Linked DNA regions of Mus musculus: region 1 is linked to region 2. The links are chromatin contacts, called in public HiCAR-type maps. All regions are on one chromosome and are shown on one strand. Each heading gives the region's core, a stretch centred on a gene start, on an enhancer-like site or on the middle of the called end of the contact. The rest is flanking DNA. Distances are from core to core; before and after follow the strand shown.

Region 1 (5,566 bases), core at 2,207-4,706, 180 kb after region 2:
TGGCAGACTTGTGACTTTTGTTCTCTCAGTCACCATAAGTAATGCCTCTGTGAATGTGAGCCTGTGGCTCATTGTGTTTGGTTGTCTATCTGAGCTGACATGGCAGCCCCCCTTAGAAAACATAGGCGGCAGCCTCTGGACATTGTCGTGGGCAGCGGAAGCCAAATAAACAAGCAGGCCTGGACCGGGCAAAACCACTGCTGCTGCTCAGCAAGAAGAGCACAGCAGGAGAAGGCGGCCTGTGGTTGGGTGGCAGTGCACACTCTCAGGCCCAGCACTTGGGAGCCAGAGACAGGCAGATATCTGTTTAAGGCCGGCCTGGTCCACACGGTGAGTTTCAGGTCAGCTAGGGCTATACAGATAGACCCTGTCTTTAAAAATCAAAACAAAAACCAAAAGAGCCTATGAAATGTGAGGGAACAAATACTCAACCAACCATATATCTGTCGATCCAAAATGTACCAGACTCCTGCAACTCAGCAGCAAAGTAAGAACTCCATTTAAGGGCTGGGGAGATGCTCAGCAGGGAAGAGCACCGGCTGCTCTGCCAGCGGATCTGGGTTTGGTTCCCAGCACCTATATGGTGGTTCACAACTGTCTGTAATACCCGTCCCGTGGGAATCAGAAGCCCTGTTCTGTCCTCTGTAGGCATCAGGGCACAGTGATGCACAGACACACACGCAGGCAAAACACCCGTACATATAAAATAATAGAAACAAAGAACCTGATTTAACATGTCTGAAGACACACAGTGGACTCCTGAGCACATAGGGTTGACATCTGAATCACAGGTCATAAGAATGTATATCCAGGTCACAGTGAGAGCCAATTCTACTATTAGACTGGCCATTTTTAATAGACACACACAGAAGAAGGTAGAAATTAGTGACTCTTTACCTCAGAACAGTAGATGGTACAGTCAATATGGACAACTATATAGAGTGGTCTTCAAAAATCCAAAAATAGAACCTCTTATGATCCAGGAATCACACTGCTGAGTATAGATCCAAAAGACTAGCGATCTGGTCCTCGGAAGTCTTTACATGAGTGAGCTCCGTGAGCCATGAATAAATTCAGCAGAGAGGAGGGCAGTAGCAGCGTCTGTTAGGTAGGCTGCAGTAAAGATTCTGCTAGTGTGTGTGTCTGTCTGTCACGTTGCCCAGGTGGTGCGGGTCTTATCAGGTAGGACAGCATTGAGTTTGTTTCTTTGGGGAACTGGTTATCAGAATAGCTGGGATCAGATGTCTGCGTCTGCTTAAACGTGTCCAGTTTTTCACAACAATGTAGCTCTCTGACCAGATAATAGACCTAGTCCAAGGAGCTGTGACAGTGCTCCAAGCCAGCCAGCTCTGAAGCAAAGCAGCCTTGTTCTGAGGGTAGAATAACAGCACAACCATTCTCCCAGAATGTTCACACAACAGGCTTCTCTGCAATCACGACCCAGCCCCATGTGGTATGGGAATGCCATCTAGACGCCTTGCTGGAACTTCGCAGATGAAAATGCAATGAAGCTGATAGGACTCGAGGGTTTGCTACTCGGTTTACCTCTTGCATTACCACTGCTTTGAATCATGTTTTTATTAAGTGAATCCAGGTGTGGTGGTATATTCCTATAATCCTAACACTTGGGAGGCAGAGACTGGAGAATTGCATGTTGGAAGTCAACCTGAGCTAAGTAATGGGATTCTGTCTCGTATTCCTCCTCCCTGTCTCTCTTCTCTCTTTCTCATCTCTTTCCTCTCTGTCTCTCTCCTCTCTTTCCTCTTTCTCATCTCTCTTTCTCTGTCTCTCCTCTTCTCTCTCTCTCTTTCACTCTCTCACACATGCACACACACAGCTTGTTCTCTTTTGTATTCTGGTTTATAGCTGAGCTATGTCAGTTTAAAGCCATTCCCCTGCTCTAAAGAGGCAGGGTTGATCACATGGGGGGGAGGAGGTCTGCAAAAGTGAAAGAATGTGCAGCCAGCTGCAGCTCTCGCTCTGCATGTGGTTCTCAGGAGAGGGGTGCTCCGGGCACAGCCTCACAGTGGGCAGTCACTGCCTGCGCTGATTCAACCAGGACATTTTGCTGTTCATAGAATCCAAGGTTTAGGGCAAGTTTAGGGCAGTAACTCTTACTCTTTCCAGTTTTGAAAGGAGTAAGAGGGATTGGTTTGCTGACTGACGCTCAGATGGTAAGGGCCGAGGCGGGATATGAAGTCAGTCCCTGTGTGTTTTGCAGTGGATGCTTCCAAGTGCCTGCTGTGTGCTTTCTACAGAGGTCCTGTGCTTACAGACGCCCATCCCACTTGAGACTTCCTCTGAGACTCCTGTGCAGATCTCTCTACCTGCTGCTGGACTCACTCAGACTGCTGCCTACTTTGTAGTCCCCACCCTGCCTTCTTTCTTCCTGTCTGCTCGGATACTGTTACTGGGCCATTGCAGTGTCATGACAGTGGCCTGTGTCTGTAATCCCAGCCCTAGGGAGGCTAAAGCAGAGCTCTTAAATTTGAGACTAGCCTGGTTATGAAGCCTAACTTCCTCAAGATGCTGATGCTGGTGCTCATGATGATGGTAGAATAAGCTCAGAGCCGGGGAGATGGTTTATGGTCACTGGAGAGGCAGAGACGAGTAGATCTAGGACTCTCTAGCCAGGTAATCTAGCTGGCTCAGTGAAAGACCTGTCTCAAGAAGATGGAGACAACTGAGAAAGACACGCAGTCAACCTCCGCCTATGCATGCATAAACACACATACCACACAATTGAATAACTCAATTCACTTCCCTCTCTTACTGGCCACACTTCAAGTGCTCAGTTGTCCTATGTGGCCAGTGGCAGTGGGCAGACTGAGCAGCCATGTTCATTGTCACAGGGCATAAGCAGCCCCACTCTAGGCTGCCTACCCACCAACGCTCCTGTGACTTGCAGAAGAAGTGTGGGCACAAAGACAAATTGATAGCTGTGAGATACTGTCATTTACTGTCTTTTCACAAGAAAAAACGAGCCTTAGACAGATCTTCACAAAGGCAGCCTGATGACGATCGTGAGCATAATTACCTTTTCTGAGCTCGATTGCAGTTCACAAGAAGGTTAGACAACTTGCTCATTGCTGCTAAAATGTCAGCCTTGGAAACCAAGGGAAGATTAAGTGCAGAAACCTCTCTAAGATGGGAGCGTCAGGGTTGCAGTAGCCATAGAGCAAGACAAGGCCTAGCCCACTGCTTCTGTTGTTTCTCTGCAGGGTGGCAATGACCATGAGATCTTCACAGACCCCAGAACTGTGGGCTACACAGTGACGGCCCCCGAAGACACACGCAGGATCTGTGAGGGGCTCTTCCCTTGACCCGAGGAGTGCCGGACTGACCAACAACACTGAAAGGTCACTCAGGGGCAGGGGTCACTTAGTGCCAGAGGTCAGCTTGCTGTGCTTGCCAATGAGCCACACCTTCATGCAGTACCAGCAGCAGCCCCAAGGGAGAGAGTTTATCAGAGATGGCTGTGGCTGGGTGTGGTGGCTGGGTGTGGTGGCTCGTGTGTAATCTGTGCTCAGGAAGCTGAGGCAGAATGAGACCATGTCTCAAACAAAACAAAAAGATTGGTGGCTCTGGGTTGGGGACGCTTGCCTCGCATGGGTCCCAGCCTACGACTCAGGGACCTCAGAGACAGAAGTAACTCCTACCTGATGTTTCTCCCCACCCATGGTGTAAGAGCGAGCTGAGAGGATACATGCTGCTCTGTGAAAGTTTCTTACCATATGATAGAGGGAAAAACAAGAATATACCTGGGTCCCTTATGCTTTGGGGAATTTAAAGTGTGGGTTCTGGTGGGTGGGGGGGTTTCTTTTTCTTTTCCTTTTTTTTTTAAAGATTTATTTATTTATTTTATGTATGTGAGTACACTGTAGCTGACTTCAGACACACCAGAAGAGGGCACCAGATCCCATTACAGATACCATCTGTGAGCCACCATGTGGTTGCTGGGAATTGAACTCAGGACCTCTGGAAGAACAGAGGGTGCTTTTAACCACTGAGCCATCTCTCCAGCCCAGGATTCTATTTTGAAACATGGTCTCACTGTGTAGCTGTGGCTGCCCCAGACCCTGCTGTGTGGACCCATTGGACGACCTTGAGCTCAGGGTCTTCCTGCCTCTGCCTTACAAATGCAGATTACATGCACCCACACCTGCTAAGGTCTAATGAAAACCTGCAACCATCAGTGCTCACACCCATATCTTACCACCAAACAGGGGCATCTGATGATGAAAGAGAGCAGCCACCCAGAGTTACCCACCTGGGATAGAACTGAAGACTTCTGTGACATGCTCCGTCTGCAACCTGTGGTGGAGGCTGAGGCAGGAAGGAACACCACTATTCTGTCAAAGGGTTAATGTTTCTGTTTTCAAGCCAGCTTCCCCTCTGTGAGCCACAGACGACAGTGTGGCCTGCTGCCTGACAGATAGCTGACCAAGTGACAACTGATCCCACAGTTTACACTTGCACTGGCCTGGCTGGCCATCTCTATTTGCTATATCTTAAAGCCAGACTGCTTTCCTGTCACCGCAGGAGGGGAGGACAGAGGACCCAGCAAAGCAGCACCTCACTGCAGTCCTCTTTAACCCCCAGGCTGACCAACCTAGGTAGCAGACGCAGTACCTAAGGCCACAGCAGCAGGGGTGCTCTCCAGCCTCTTCTTGGAGAGTGCACGTGTGTCCTCCAGAAGCTCGGGGACAGCCTTCCAAGAACACTTCCCAGGCAGCTTCCCAGTGCCCAACCACCATATGTCTCCACTGCCCTACCCTTGGCTGCCCCTACTCTGTCCACACCCACAGCAGAATGCCAGGTCCTCACCCTGTGGCATCCTTGGGTTTTATGGCAGTGCTGTGAAGCCCACTGAAGGGACAGCACCATACCTCACTTCTCAGTCTGGTCACTTTAACCCTCAGTGTCAAAAGGGTGTCTACCCCAGGTTGGCAGAGAACTTGGCTTCTGAGAGCTGCTTTCCCCACTTGGCTCCAGTAATGCTGGAGCCCCTAGCTGTCCTGGCTGTAGCAGTTCCAAGCCAGCCCAGATGCTGTGTTCTACCTGCAGGTCCAGTGTCTCCCACTGTGCCAGGTGGACTCCAGGCCTTGCCAGTTCCTACAGTGGCTATCACAGAACCCCCCTGCCCCACTGTCTTCATTCAACTCTCCCACCTAATAAAGGGCCTCTGCTCTCCAGGCAGTACATGATTGTGGCCGAATCATACATGTATGATCTTGCTGATGGGGCAGTGTGGCTGCCCAGGTCCAAGGACTTGTGCTAAACAACTGTGGCTCAAAGCAAGCTCTGCCTACCTGTCAAGAGTGCAAACCTACCAAGTAGGGATTGCAAAGGACTTGGAAAAAAGAAAAAAAAAAAAAAACCCAGAAAGTTGGATAAAGACTACATCACAAGAAGCAAGCAGAGGCTATACTAAGCACCGCAAGGCTGTAGAAGAGGGTGTCAGTCCTGCAACAGCTGCCCAGCCAGGGCTGAGATCACCAGCTTTTAGGAAGCCCCAAGAAAGCCTGAACTAACAGGAAATTAACAAAATATTTGGTTCCCATGT
Region 2 (6,149 bases), core at 1,535-4,034:
ATAAGTCAGTTCCTCCCTTCTAGCCTCCACCCCCTTCCCAGCTCTCAGTAGTGAGGAGGAAACCAGAGCCTCATGGATGCTAGGCAAGTGCTCTTCATTAAGCTTTAATCTCAGCCATCCTCATCTCCTCTTAAGGGAAAATTCCCAAGAACTATCCCATGCCACATTCTCTCACTTCCCGTTATTCCCATTAGCTATAGGCCATGTTCGTTGCAAGGGAAGCAGGGAAGCGTGGTTTTTAAAGTCTGGGGAGGTCTTACACAGTTATGGAAGAAGAAGGAAATGGATGCTGCCCATGGTTATGAAGGACGTGTAAGGAAGTGAAGCTGGAACGGTTAACAGGGCTGGGAGCAGGGGGTTAAACATGTCTCTGAAAACGATAGGAAGCTGAAAAGGCATTAAATGCCTCAGGATCACACTGACAAGCTGCCCAGACCACTACATTTTCTCTGCTCAGCTACTTAACACATATGGGCAGTCCAGAGAAAACCATCAAAGCCCGGCCTACCCAGGGAGAATCGGAATCATCTCTGCTAAATACTTTGCCCAGCTCTCTCCTTCCTTGCTTCCTTCAGCCCCTGCTCCTCCTGACATACAACCTGGCCTTCCCAGGCCACCTGACCATTCTCCATTCCCCAACTCTCTATCCAGCACTCTGTACTTTTAAAATATATCTGCTTGTTCTCTGGCCCTTCCCCAGCAGAACAGAAGTATCATGAGAGCAGAGACTTGTCTGATGTAACCTCTTCCCTCATGTCCCACACCTAGGAGACATTCTGATAGCCTTCTTTTCTTTGATAGATATTTGCTTAGAATAAAAATTTCCCATGATCACACTAGTGTGCTTCTATCCTGGCAGAATATACACGTGTGCTCATCTGCATGTGTTGCTATGCCTGCCTGACTCTCTACATCCATGTGTCTTGGTGTGGGGAGGTGTCTGCTCAGCATTGTGTAGCCATCAGGAAAATAGCAACAGAAAGCAGTGGCTTCTGAAAGTTGGTCGAGGCAGTTTGGGATAGCCCAGAAACTTGATGCTTTACTTACAAGGAAGATGTGGCCTTGATGGTCACTTCATTCTGCTCTGCTTCTAGGGAAAAGAGATGAGAATTCACCCGGAGCCTGGAGTGTCCATGGGCTCTCTCTGCCCCATCTTCTGCAATTGGCCACACTTCTTCTTTGAGCCCTAACGTTCAGATAATCCAGGGGGCAAGCGGAAAGCAAATAGAGGACATGAGATTCACATTTGCCTCGGCTACAGTTTAGATCAAAGTGTACCCAGAAGTGAGCATGTATTCAAAGCCTGGCCCCTATGCAAGTGTTGATCAGAGGTGGGGATTTCAGTGTGAGCCTGTGTTAGCCCCTGTGTGGGATCATAGGGATCAGACGCCTTCATGGGTAGATTCATCCACTGTTAGATTTATAATCCAGTGGGTGGAACCCTCTGGAGGTGGAGCCTAGCTGGAGACAATATGTCATTGAGCCTTTGGGTCTAGCGCTTGGCCTCCCATTACCTGTGCTCTAGCTCCCACAGTTCCAAAGCAATGGAGCTAGCAATGCTGGACCTCTGAAAGCATGAGACAAAAGAAGTCATTATTTCCTTAGGTGGTTTCTGAAAGCATGAGACAAAAGAAGTCATTATTTCCTTAAGTGGTTTTTCCTGAGTATTTATCACAGCCACAAAAATAAGTGACTAAATACAGCCTCCAACCTTAAGCACTTACCATTCTCAGCATTCTGAACAGGATAAGGTTTACCTAAGGTGTAATATTTGTGTCCTATTTCATTTTATGCTAGACTCCAACTTAGAAAGATCCGGGATCATCGTTACTGGAGACTTGATGACTAGATCCGTTAGTCCTGCCAATTGCTTGTAAGGATGCTAAACGCAGGGTATACATAACACTGGGAAGAAACAAGGGGCATGCTGGCTAACACACTCCGGATCCCTCACCCTCCAATTTGAATCCTCACCACTTAGTGGCTGAGTGATCCTCCAGCCTGCCTGCCTTGCCGGAATAAGGATATTCTAAACGTAACACACTTGTGCCCCTCCCTTTGGCTATCAGATTATTGAAACAGTCAACCCCCAAATTTTGATTTTCCCCAACAGTCCCAAGCTGGGAGGAGATAAAGGTTAATACCAGGGACCAAACAGATGAGTCACTGTCTTCCAGGAAGAGAATTACAACTTTTCAAAACTCCTTGCAGGATAGATTGAAGCCAAAAAAAAAAAAAAAAAAAAAAAAAAAAAAAAAAAGGATGGAGCAATGATGGGCAGTACCATACCCAGACCAGGACTGCTTAGCTATGCATAACTATAGCACTCTACTTAAACATAAATATCCTATCGGTGCCCGAAACATGTACTTGGGTGGGTCATTGTATGTTTTTGTCTTCTGCTTTTGCCTATTAATTGTTTCCTGGGCATACTTAGGAACAATGGTTAAATACAGCTTATTAGGACTCTGATCTTTAATGACTCTAACACTTAAAGCAAATTATTTAACTTTTTTTTCTTGTGCTGGGCTCTCTACACCGCTGAGATTCTTAGCCATATTTAAATTTTTTACAGGAGGGATTCCAAACACCGAAGTGCAGAGGCGTCCCCACTCTGGACGGCCATATGAGCAATCCGACCAGGTGACAGCTGAGCCTCCAGTGGCCGCCACAGGGCTGAGCGAGAGCATCAGGTGTTAGCTAGCGGCTGCCGCCGCGTGCGCATGCGCGACCCGAGCCGGCGCTTGGACCGCGCCTGCGCAAGCTGTCCGTCATGGCGGCTTCCTGAGCCCCATGGCTAGGGTTCCGCGTGGGACTTCAGACCAGTGTCATGGCGGGTAAGAGCCCGGGAGAGGGGGCGGGACCGGGAAGAACCCAGGGAGCATCTTGGCTTTGAGAGCCAAGCTTACACGACCTTGAAGTCTGAACCCTCAGCCTCAGTTTCCCTTTCTGTATGGGACGTCTCGGTTTCCGTGCTGGGTGAGGCAGTCCCACTCTGTCTCGGATTAGGAAGGGAAGGAGAGGCCGGGTTAGCGACTGGCTTCTTCAGAGTGACTGGCCGCTAATGGAGGAGGTCCCTGGAGCCGCTGACGCCGCCCTGCGCGCGTGGCCAGCCCTTTCCTGCACCTCTGAGCCCTGCGCCCTCCAGCTTCCTGGCGTTCCCTCTCCCAGCTCCTAAGTTTTGATTGTCCAGTGGGTGTGCATCCACCTGCCTGGGAGGAGGGGAGTTCTGTCCACCCCGGTAGACTGGTTTGGGGAATAACAGTGGCTGTAACCCTTGAAGAATTCTTGGGAATCCAACTCTGCCGTCTCGGAATTGCCTAGACGACCTGCCAGCTCCCCTACCGGAATGAATTTGCAACATGAAACCTGGGACTGCTTTTCCAGCAGTACCTAGGAGAAACTGGACACCTCTCTATACCATGCATTTTCTAAGTAGAGAAACTGTCTCAAGGTCTCTAGCCATCTCCCCGGGACACTTTTCTATAAACATGATCCTGTAGCTACTTACAAGTTACTGATGATCCCTGAAAGGGACGGTTGTCACGTTTAATCCTCACACAGGCCTCAGTGCCTCCCTATTTCCAGAATGCTGATTCCCAGGCGAAACCCTTAAAGGAGGCTCATGACCTGGGACTTCTCTCTCAGGCCACATTTCCTGGGAAACCTGCTTCATTCATACTTTTAAGTAGACGAAGTCGACCAGAGGTTAGTAGAGAATTTGTTTTCCACCTATATGTTAGACGATTTGGTCCTCATATAATTCCCACTTACAGAATGAACAATGAACATGCATCCTCTGAGGTGTAAATTTGTGTACCATAACAACACATTCTATCCTCTTATTCATGGTCAGTGTTCCCAAAGATGGCAGAGAGGATTTTTTGGACCAAAACCAAAAGCCAAATCTTGTCTTCCATTCAGAACTAGGGGAGCCAGTCTACCTCGAACCAGTAGGTGGTTAGGGCTAGGCTGTGTTTCCTCTGCCTGAATCATGTCTGATTTTTGTTGCCAGTGGTTTTGCTGAAGGCTGAGTACTTCTTTGATTTCATTCACATGAAATCCCACATTGGTTTCATTCCCAGCCCCAGTTCACACCTGCTTACCCGCTTACGTTTTCGCTGGCTTATCATGCTGTGGAGGGAAACAAAGCAAACTCGGAGAAGAACTTTCTGGGTTGGCGCCATTGCCGTTCCCTGGCACTCATCCATATACAAAGCTCCAGCTGTGGGCAGTTAGAGCATGAAGACATCTGAATTATGATAATAAAATTAAACCGTTTCCATCTTCCAGTTTGAAAACAAATGGAGGCTCCTAAGAGTTTGACTCACCGTAAGCACACCAACCACGTAGGAATTGTCCCTGTAGGCACTGGAGAAGGGCAGGTTTGGGCCAAACACATGAAACCAACCTCGTGGCAAAGAAGTCGCCGCTATTTCACACCTGTTGTAATTCAAAGACTCTGCTCAGAGCTTTTCCCACACCTCACCCCACTCCCACACTCCTGCAAGGTGGCAATATGGCTGATAGAGCAGGTCCAGAGAGGAAAGTGATTCCCCCCGAGGTCTGTAGCTGGGAGGTGGGGGACCAGAGTTTATACCTAGTTGCCCAGCTTCGAGGCCCGTCAGACTTCCGCTGGTGCTCTGTGGTGAGGTAGAACAGTTAGTTGGAAGGAAAGCCTTCCTGTTTGCAACCACTGTGGCTTGGATATGGTTTCTAATTGTAGTATATAGTTATATAGGAAAGTATTCCTCAGAGACAGGTAATGAAAGAATTCAGTAGTAAAATGTCATGTTGTCTTCAGTTCACTTTTAAGAGAATTCAAAGGAGAAATCATAGATGGATAGATAGATAGATAGATAGATAGTAGATAGTAGGTAATATGCTTTACTGGATAAGATAGATAATATGTATTAATAGATGATTGCTAGATAATACATTATTAAATATATGGTCTCTTATTAGATAGATGGTCTCTTAGATAGATGGGTATATATTATTTGATAGTCTCCATTATTAGGTAGGTGGTCTCTATTAGGAATATAGTCTGTTATTAGGCAAATGATCTATTATATATAGGGACTCTATTTTGGGGAGCGTTGTTTGTTTGTTTGTTTTGATTTCGAGACAGGGTTTCTCTGTGTAGCCATGGCTGTCCTGGAACTCACTCTGTAGGCCATGCTGACTTCAGAGCCACAGAGCTCTGCCTCAGCCTGAGTGCTGGAATTAAAAGCATCTACACCACCACCGCCCAGCTGCGTGTCTATTATTAAACAGACAATCTCTACTATTAGATAGATGGTCTCAGTAGTAAGTAGATGGTCTCTACTATTGAGTAGATAGTCTTTTATTAGGTAGATGTTATATTATTCATAGATAGATGTTCCCTATTATTAGGTAGATGTTATATATTCTTAGATAGATTGTGTAACTACACATAACAAAGTGCTAGTTTTCCATCAATCCAAGCGGTGGATATACCATGTTTACCGTGCGGTTTCCCCAGCTTTCTTGGCTGCTTGAAAAGTGCAAGTAGTACAGACCTGTTATCCCACTAAGATCACAAACTCAAGCTTGTCTGAAATACAGAATAAGTCAAGGCCAGTCTGTCTCAAAATAAAAACATGGCTGAGATATAGCTTAGTGATGGAGAGCTTGCCAAGCCGGTGCAAGGCCTTGGACGGATCCTCAGCCACAGAAGAGACATGGGGGGGGGGGGGGGGGCAGGGCAGTATAAAGGGTGTCATCCAGGAAGATGTTCCAGGCTTCCCTTGGCCACCTGGACTTGTTCTTCTGTCTCAGGTGCATCCCAGGAATAGCATGGGCCCAGCCATGGACGAGGTCACCTTCAAAAGTGACACTGTGCTGTCAGATGTCCACCTGTACACCCCCAACCAGAGGCACCTCATGGTGCGGCTGAATGGCATGGGGCAGCCAGGTAAGATCCGGGTCTGAGTGGAGCAACTGGCTGCCTGCTGGGGCCCTTTATCATCTTCTTCTTCTTTTTTTTTTTTTTACATACTTCTTTTGGGGGAAACCTCTTCTTTTTTAAATCAAAACTTCATTGCAAAAACTGACAAAGAAAACAAAATTCACCTATAAGATTTAATGAGACCCAGCCAACTTCTATATGTCTCAGCCAACTTCTG

Evidence for each region. HiCAR-type assays count read pairs that join an accessible place to other places.
Region 1: a HiCAR-type map of embryonic stem cells shows a contact between it and region 2, with 3 times the contacts expected there. The contact joins the enhancer-like site here to the promoter of Mettl22 in region 2. A contact is called at or near these places in 14 of 39 promoter capture datasets (the C10 cell line, the HPC-7 cell line, HPC-7-derived erythroid cells and 11 more), 4 of 484 Hi-C or Micro-C datasets (8-cell embryo, embryonic fibroblasts, germline stem cells and 1 more), 18 of 115 datasets of contacts at active chromatin or transcription factors (the 230-238 cell line, acute myeloid leukemia, craniofacial prominence and 9 more) and 3 of 9 other capture datasets (adipose tissue, liver and pancreatic islet).

What each region holds. Positions count from the first base shown.
Region 1 is chr16:8,652,330-8,657,895 of GRCm38.p6, forward strand. It overlaps Pmm2 (phosphomannomutase 2), which reads left to right. Exons shown (of 9, transcript NM_016881.3): 8 at 3,222-3,359; 9 at 4,227-5,279. The coding sequence ends at 3,323. Among named protein-coding and RNA genes, the nearest start is that of Carhsp1, 17 kb to the right of the region's middle. Within about 2 kb of position 3,457, at least 34 of the 459 cell types and tissues checked have an H3K27ac peak or open chromatin away from gene starts, as enhancers often do. A contact at or near this core is called in 8-cell embryo and embryonic stem cells, where this site is marked.
Region 2 is chr16:8,468,029-8,474,177 of GRCm38.p6, forward strand. Mettl22 (methyltransferase like 22) reads left to right here and starts at 2,785. Exons shown (of 11, transcript NM_146247.1): 1 at 2,785-2,837; 2 at 5,803-5,938. The coding sequence starts at 5,821. Gm30012 (a long non-coding RNA gene) reads right to left here and starts at 3,123. Exons shown (of 5, transcript XR_384641.4): 1 at 2,915-3,123; 2 at 1,515-1,567; 3 at 1,048-1,186.